Regions from separate parts of the Zea mays genome. Here region 1 is linked to region 2. The links are chromatin contacts, called in public Hi-C maps. All regions are on one chromosome and are shown on one strand. The core of a region is the stretch at or near the end of the contact, and the rest is flanking DNA. Distances in the headings are between cores, read along the strand shown. Region 1 holds the start of LOC100272784 (Interferon developmental regulator family). Region 2 holds the start of LOC103633369 (phospholipid-transporting ATPase 2).

Evidence for each region. Hi-C and Micro-C count contacts between places; a contact is called where the count stands out from the background.
Region 1: a contact with region 2 is called in a Hi-C map of leaf, with 2.6 times the contacts expected there. The contact joins the promoter of LOC100272784 here to the promoter of LOC103633369 in region 2. A contact is called at or near these places in 3 of 25 Hi-C or Micro-C datasets (ear and leaf).

The regions. Positions count from the first base shown.
Region 1 is chr7:171,095,829-171,100,055 of Zm-B73-REFERENCE-NAM-5.0, forward strand. LOC100272784 (Interferon developmental regulator family) reads left to right here and starts at 2,951. Exons shown (of 13, transcript NM_001147237.1): 1 at 2,951-3,328; 2 at 3,434-3,608. The coding sequence starts at 3,319.
Region 2 is chr7:170,918,344-170,922,326 of Zm-B73-REFERENCE-NAM-5.0, forward strand. It overlaps LOC103633369 (phospholipid-transporting ATPase 2), which reads right to left and starts at 1,589. Exons shown (of 25, transcript XM_008655071.2): 1 at 1,240-1,589; 2 at 334-526. The coding sequence starts at 455.

The DNA.
Region 1 (4,227 bases), core at 1,701-4,200, 180 kb after region 2:
TGCCAAACATGATAGCTCTAGAGTTGCAAACTCCATAAGTTTTCAGAGGTGCAACACAATTTTTAGTGTACCTCTTTTGCTGCTCCAAAATCTATTAAAACAACATGGATATGAAGTTTGGAGTTATTTACCCATCACTACCAATGGTTGTGAGAAAGCAATCTAATTCTAGAGCAGAGCAGCTCCACCCAGAGTTTTAGAGTAAAGTTGCTCTAGAGTGGAGCTGAGCTATAGCCAAAACACGCCCTAAATATAGGACTTTTTTGTTGGATATGCTCTGACACCATCACAAACAAACATGATCATAAAAAATATAGGAGGGGTACAAACAAGGTACATGAAAAGATAACTTAAACTAATTTACACCCTAATCCATCTCAATACATGTGGATTGAGGTAAATACCAGAGCATCCAAATAAGGCCTATGCATTTGTCTACTTATCTAATGAAAATATATTAAAAGGCGAAACATTTCAACTCATTATACTCTATTTTTTTACTTTTGAAATTGCTATTTCACTCATCGTGTATCTCATATGTTTGCTGAATTCATCAGTTATGACTCATGCTCATATATATTAGGATAAATATGTATTCGGTGAAGATATAGAATCCAATTCTAACACATACCCCCTCCATCTCAAAATATAGTTGGTTTTCGCCTTCTTTTTTCAATCGATATTTAAATAAATGCTAATAAATATGGACATATATACAAACTACATCCATAGTTTATTGAATGAATACATGTTTAGTCTAACGAATTATATTTTGGAACAGAGATAGTATTATGTTTCATGCAAACGTAAGGAGACGTTTGATAGAACATATGCGACGGTTACTTTATATTCGTGGTTCATCCTACTCGTCCGTAACGAGCAAAAAAGCAAGGATGGATGGTGAGGCACGATCCAATTAAACGAATAATGGTATTACTCCATATGGAAAGTCGTTTTTTTTTGTGTGCTTCAGATCTGAAACGACGCGCACGGACCACGGTGACAAAGTTTGTGTGACACCTGTGACTTTGTTTTCCTAGTAAAGTTAGGCGAATTCCTTTGATCATAGAAACAGATGATTGCGCGGGCTATTTCCTGCAACGTGATTAATCTTCTTTGTTACGGTCGGTAGAGGGCCATATGGCATTGGCTTTGCTTTGCCATTGTTCTAGCAGTAGGGATGACAATTGGACCTGTGGGTATGGATATCCACGGGTTTCGTACCCGGTGGACATGGATACGGGTTGGAAAACTCACCCGTGGATTCTATCGGGTCGGGTACCCGAAATACGTCGGGTAGGGTACGAATAATATATTTTACCCATGGATATCCACTGGATACCCGAAATATTAATTCATAATTTTACATGTTGTGTTTTTGGCCCATAAAGCAAAGAAAAAAAAGCCCAAAGCAGTGAACCTGTCATTGTGTTGTTGCTTATATTTGTGTTGTGTGAACTATGATTTGTGAACTGGACGTGTACTATGATATGTGAACTGGACGTGTACTAGTCATTAACTGTACTATGAATTCTATGATTTGTAAAATGGACGGCTGACGGGCTGAGATTACTTCTCTGGACCAGTGAAGTTCTCATATGGCAAACCAAATATAGCCCCTGAAATCGGACACCTGAGGTCCACGGAGGACGCAATTAAACATGCCCGAAAATGTCGTATGCGACTTGGTTGATGACGCGTGGATGGTGCTGTTTCTGAACCCGAATTCGACACGCACACGTGGCGCGTGCGTGGCAAAGACGTGCCCAGTGACGTTGGTCGCGAACGTGTAGTCTGTGGCCTTCGGCTCCGTGACCGGCCCAGGCGCCGGCGCGCGGCTGGATCAGGAAATCAGAGGCTGACAAGTTGGCAGGCAACCGTGCCATGCGGTGGACGCGTACTCGCGCAGTCGCGCGCCGCCGAGGGTCACCGAAGCGCACCTGGCGTGCCGGCAGACACGTGGAGCAGCCGCCATCCGGGTGGGCAGATGGCGCGTAGTGCTGCTGTGCTGGAGCCCAGAGACATGGCCGTGCGCCCGTGCCCACTTGCCACTGCCGGTGGCCGCCGGCCGATGCCCGGTGGGCTCGAGACTGAAGAGAATATCCGCTGATTCCACAAGCGATTCGGCCCAGGGGGTATCTTCTGCTGCGCAGTTTCGAGTCAGATGCCAATATTCGAAGCATGTTTCGTCCAAGCTACCGGTGCCCCCGTGCCTTAGCTCGCAGTTGACGTTGCTTAATTTGGTTAATCATTACCGCCCGTATCTTACTGCTGAAGATAATAGAGACTGAGAGATGACGTCAATGAACAAGGAGAGAGTCGACTCCGGAGCGATTTTAAATCCTAAATAAAATCCATGCTAATGCAAGCCCACACATGTTGTGCTCTTTGATACTCCATTAATTTCCTCTTTTTTTTTTTCTGTAAAACGTGATATAGTTTTGTAGAGGAAGTCTCTCAAAGTGCGTTTTGCCTATTATTTTCTGAAAGATATTATCAGTTGCCATGTCTTGCTAAAACGACACATGGAATACATTTTATTTTAAATCTTGATACGCACAGCATTTCAAAGTAGGAAGTACTGAGTGAACTTATTAGGCCGTACAACAAAAATCTTTATGTGCTTATCACAAAGGCCAGTGAGGAGATTGCACACCTGTAAATTCCAAGCAAGTACGCTCTACAATTTTCACGAACATGGGTTTCATTTTAGTATTTTACTGTTCATATAGGAAAACAAAAACAAAAAAAGATAGGAAAACAAAAACAAAATAAAGAAAGGAAAACGAGTAAAAAGATAGCCGTGCCCTAGCTTCCATTCCGGGCCTCCCGTCTTCCCGTCCCTTCCAGCCAGCGCCGCTTCATCCTTCGAACCCCACGCTACCGCTCGTTTATACGGCAGCGACGCCTCCCCCGCTCGCCTCCTCTCTCCTCCTCCTCAAGGCTCAAGCGAAGGCGAGCGCGAGAGAAAGCTCAAGCCACTTCCCAACCCGCTCCCCCCTCGCCGCGATTTCCTCACATGGCAGCGCTGCGTCTCCGCGAGTCACTCGAGAGGAACAGCCCCTCCTCCTGCTTCTCCGACCCCTGTCCCTGCGCCGCCAACACGCGCCGCCCCTGTTCCGATCTCGCCGCCCCCGCCGCTGGGCCCTTCTCGTCCCTCCGCGTCCATCGCCCCTGCTCCTGATCCGGCTCTCTTCTTCCTCCCTTCTCGCGCCGTAGATTGCAGCCGCGGCTCTGATTCTGCTCCCGCCGTTTGTCTCGCGGTCGCGGGTTCCTGGGAGCTTCTGGGTTCTGGCTCCGTCCCTAACCGGTGTTGCCATGGGGAAGAGTGAGTTTCTCTTGGCGCCGATTGATTGGTGGTGTCTTGCTTCCGTTTGATGGGTGGGGTAGTGGTTGGTCGTGATTCGTGATTTGTGGGCGTTGGTTTGTGCAGGCAAGAAGAGCAAGGCCCGCGGCGGCGGGGACGACCTGATCGACAGCAGCGACGCCGACAGCGTCGGCTCGTCGTCCACCGCGCTGTCGGATCTCTCCATCTCGTACGCCACCGAGCACGTCAACTCGCAGGAGTTCGTCCTCGACAAGTACATCGACGCGCTCTACGAGAAGAGGTCAGGAGGTCACCCTTACCGCCACACGCTTCTAGGATTCTCTAGCATATCGTTTTGGCTGTTTGCTGTTCAGGCGCTGATGGCGAAGTAGGCATTTCTGTTGGGGTGCTGTTCACTTCGGTTTCGTTGGCTGTACTTATTAACTTATGTGTAGGCATAAATGGACAGGGTTTACTATGTGTCATCATATTGTAGCAGGATGACCAAATGTAGGTGGCTGGGCAATATGGTTTTCTTGCTTGTTTGCATGATGTTCACTAAGGCTTGTTCGTTTTGTTGCTAATCCATGTGGATTGAGTGAGATTGAGTCGGTTTAAATCCATATCAAGTCAAAATCCGTCTCAATCCTGCACAGCACACTCCAATCCATATGGATTGGGAATAACCGGCCTAAATGCACGGGTTCATATTGGACCATTGTTTCCTGTACTTGAAATCTTGAATTGCACTTGTCTGATGATTAGTAAACGAAGCATGCACTATGATGTAAGTTGTTATTTATGGTTATTCAGTAGTGGATAGCGTTTTCACTGTGGCTGAAGGACGTTTTAGCCTTCATTTCATGGTGGATTAGCTGGCTGGAAAATAATAGGAAACAATTTATGAGGTCATAGTACCC
Region 2 (3,983 bases), core at 339-2,838:
CAACCAAAACAGAAAACAACAACAACAACAAAGTCTTTTAGTCCCAAGTAAGTTGGGTAGGCTAGAGTTGAAACCCGACACAAATCAAAAGTCAAGGTTCAGGCACATGGATAGTTGTTCTCTATGCACTTATATTCAAGGCTAAATCTTTGGATATAGTCCATCCTTTCAAGTTAAACAAATTTAATCAGCAATATACCAAGAGAGTTGAATATTATATTGTAAAGATGCAACAAACACATGTGAACAAGTGGATCAACACAGTTCTTGTCACCAGGGCTTCTCCAACATACTTTCATTCAAAAAAATGAACAAATATATCTAGTCACGAACCTGAACTGTTCCCATAGGTTTTTTGGCACGAAGTTCAATAAGGTATACTTTGTATTAGAAACCCGGTTATCACAGTAGTCGTTCTGATAAGACTCATCATTTATGTAGACAAAACGCTTCATTCCTGAAAAACCATGCACACTATGATATTTCTCTTCAGCTTGATTGTCCAGGTGAGGTCAGCTGGGCAGGCCTGCTTAGAAATGTATGTCAGCAAAAGAATGGCAGCTATAGATGAGAGCAACATGTCAAATCAGCATCAATATACACAGGCCACCAGCTGTTGATGAAACTTCAAGTACGCAATGCCATACAATTAATTTGTATTTCCTTCAGTTTTGAAGAATCGATAGTAGTGAGGATTATAAACAAAGTCTGATGTGCCAACTGCCTTTCGAAATATAGATTTAAGATTATGAAATTCTGCATCATGTAACAATTGTCTGAAGGAAAAAGGCAGCAAAACAAGCATATGGGCAGTGGACTTGAAGAAATGGATACTTGCGTCCTTTAGGTAAGGATATGATGAGACGTCAGTGTGGCTGGCCATTCAAAACATGTGTGTGCATAGAGCCATAGAAAACTAAAAAAAATGTCGAACAAGTCATTTTATCAACAAGTAACTCTAATTTCACAGGAAACTGATTAACCACACGGAACATGATGTATCATAACATGCATTCAAATTATCTTATGGGTTCGCATAACCAATGCGTCAAGGACTCCCAACTAAAACCCATGTAAACTTTACTGGGTACACAGGATTAAAAACGAAGTTTACTAGACACAATACATGTATAGACTTGTGATTAGATCCGATCCGAATACAGATAGCAAAATAGCTTAAGTTAGGGTTCGGGCGCTCGGTTTTGCACAGCGTGAAGGGGAGCGAAGGGGCGGGTATACCTGGTGTAATCGCCGGGCAAAGGGCTCGGATCTGGGCAGCTGGGCGTAGGGGGGAGGGGGCACCGGCCGGCGGCTGTTGCCCCAGTTGTCCCGCAGGCGAGGTGAACGGGAGAATTTTTTTTTTCTTCGGCTACCTTCGCTGCGTGCAACTGGGCCGATTTCTCCTCTCCTCTTTTTTCCCCTGTATGGCTGTATGCGTGCAACGCCGACGCGCATGGATATGCTGGTTCGTCAGGACAGTGGCGCATGCATTAGATAATTCCTTATTTAACACTAAAAAAATTTATTTTTATGTCTATTTTGAACTATCCAACTAGCCCGTTTATTATAAGACGCTCTTAGGACAATTCGAGCATATAAGCTAGGATGGTTTCTATTTCTATAGCCATCGTTACAATATCAACTAATATCTCCAGCAGACTCTTTATTTCACTCTATATGTCACTCTCTATTTTAAACTTTACTCTACAAACAGTATAATTTATAATATAAAACAGTATTTTGCACGATCGTTTACACGGTAGAGATGGGCTAAATAGGACCTCGTGAGTTTGAGTTTGGACATTTGGAGTGGACAATGTTTCTGGCCAAGTAACAGAAGTTCCTGGGGAGGACTCTGCAAACAGCTCCATATGTGATATGTCTCGCACACTGCACATGCCGATTATTTTCTTTCCATTCGTAGTACAGGTGTTGGCTGTTGCCGACTGGGCGCTGTAATAAGAGTGTACTCTTACAAGACTGTCCTACTTTTCCTATTAGTTAATGCATACCGAGTAGGTTGTGACAACTTACAGACAGAGAGCACTGAAAGTGAAGCGTCCTTGCTCACACAGACTGAACCCTGCTGGATGGACATGGACTGGTAGACGCCGCCGCCGCTGAAATCTCGTCGCAGCGCGAGGTATTCAGAGACCGTAACCACAGCTAATAGCGACCCATCGAAGCATGGCGCAGCAGTCACCGGCCATATGGAGGCATTCCCGTCAGCGCCACCAACACCTGTATTTTGTTTTGTTAGCTGTACTTCTGTAGACAGGAATGAGGGCGCGACGCTGCAAACGGGAAGAATATGTCGTACTAGTATTCTTTTTGCTCTTCTCCTCTCCTTTTTTTTTTCCATGCCACTGTTCCCGGATCTTGTCCGCCTACAATGCAGCGAGGGGCGCATGCATAATTGCACGTATATCAAGCTCGTTCCTGCAGGTGGAATGCCACTATATATTACAATGAATGGATGGATATATAGCTCAAAAGCAGCTGAAGAATCCAATATTTTACTACCGGTTCTCCGTAGCGTTACTACCGCGCCTAGTACAATGCAACGAGTGGGGGTGGGGGGGTCTTGGTGCATGTCAGCATGTGTGGCACGCTCATCAGTGGAAGCTAGCGAAATTTCAGTTGCAAACGACTAGCACGTGGGTTTTCTGATCGCCTGGGATCAGATCAGACAGACGATAATGCAGCACGATCAGTGACCCTACGTTATGTCACCTTAGGGGACCGCTCGGCTCGAACCCAATGATTTCACATGAAACAATCTCATCTCTGAAAGCGAGCGAGCGTCGAAACAGTCCCCTGCAATCTAAGACGAGGGCTCCGGTGCTCAGAGCCAGCCAGGTTTTCTAATCACGACACTGTAGCAGAGAGAAGTTTCTTGCCACATACCCTACACGGCTCTACACCTATGATACGGCGGTCCCCGGTACTCCAGTCCAGCTGCAGGTATAGCCAAACCAAGGGAAGGCGGCCGGCAAACCGGAAGGAGGATGGGCAATGGGTTCTTTGGAACAGTGACGCATCAAGAATAATAGGGTCGGAGTGGGAGTATGGACGATTGTGTATACGATCGGCGATGGGACGAGGACGACGAGACGCGGGAGAGTCCAATTGCCGCGCTCTCGCATGCGTTATGGGCGTCAGGGTGGGGGGACATGGAATGGTCAGGGTCCGCGTGTCGTGGCATCGGGACGCAGCGTCGAGCTGGATCTCACTCACTCGCCCAGTGTGTGGCGTGGGCGTGGCTAGCTTGACATTGCATGGCCCATCTTCTAGATCTTGGACACTCCGGTACGTAGTACGTACTAACCACACTAACAGGGCCATCAACTTTGTATATCCAGTCATCATACTCCTGGGCCGTCCGTTGATCACGCGGTAATTAGCCTCGGTCCCGCGCGTCTCCGGCGCGGCACGTTTCGGGTCGTCCACGGCCGGAGGCACGGGGCCGTGTCCGTCGTCGTCGCTTTCGCCCGCACGGCCGCGGGTCTCCGGCCGGCGGGAGGGAAAGCGGGGTGCAATGCATGGTGTCGTTGAACCGAGCGAACATCGGGGGACGGCGAGGAGAGGACAGGACAAAACGGGAGCGGGCAAAAGGAAAAAGGCTGCGGCCGCACCCCCGCACCGCGGCACGGCGGTGACAAGGCGTGATGAGTGCGCGGTTGCTTCGGGCGCCGGGACAGGCGGACGCGCGCGGTGAATGTGATGATGGTGTCGCCGTACTTTGGCCGCGCGCCGCCTCGGAGGAGCGGCTTTTTCAATACGGAAAGCTCCCGGCGTGCGTGCTGCCTGCGTGCATGGGCAACGGCAAAGCTCCGTCCGGCGTGCGTGCTGCTGCTGCTGCGGCCTGCGGGCTAGTAGTGTATTCGTCTAACCATTGCGTGCTGGTTTTGCCGTTGCGCTCGCTCGCTCGCTCATTGATCAGAATCAGGTGCGGTAGGACGGGCGATTGGCGAAGGCGAGGC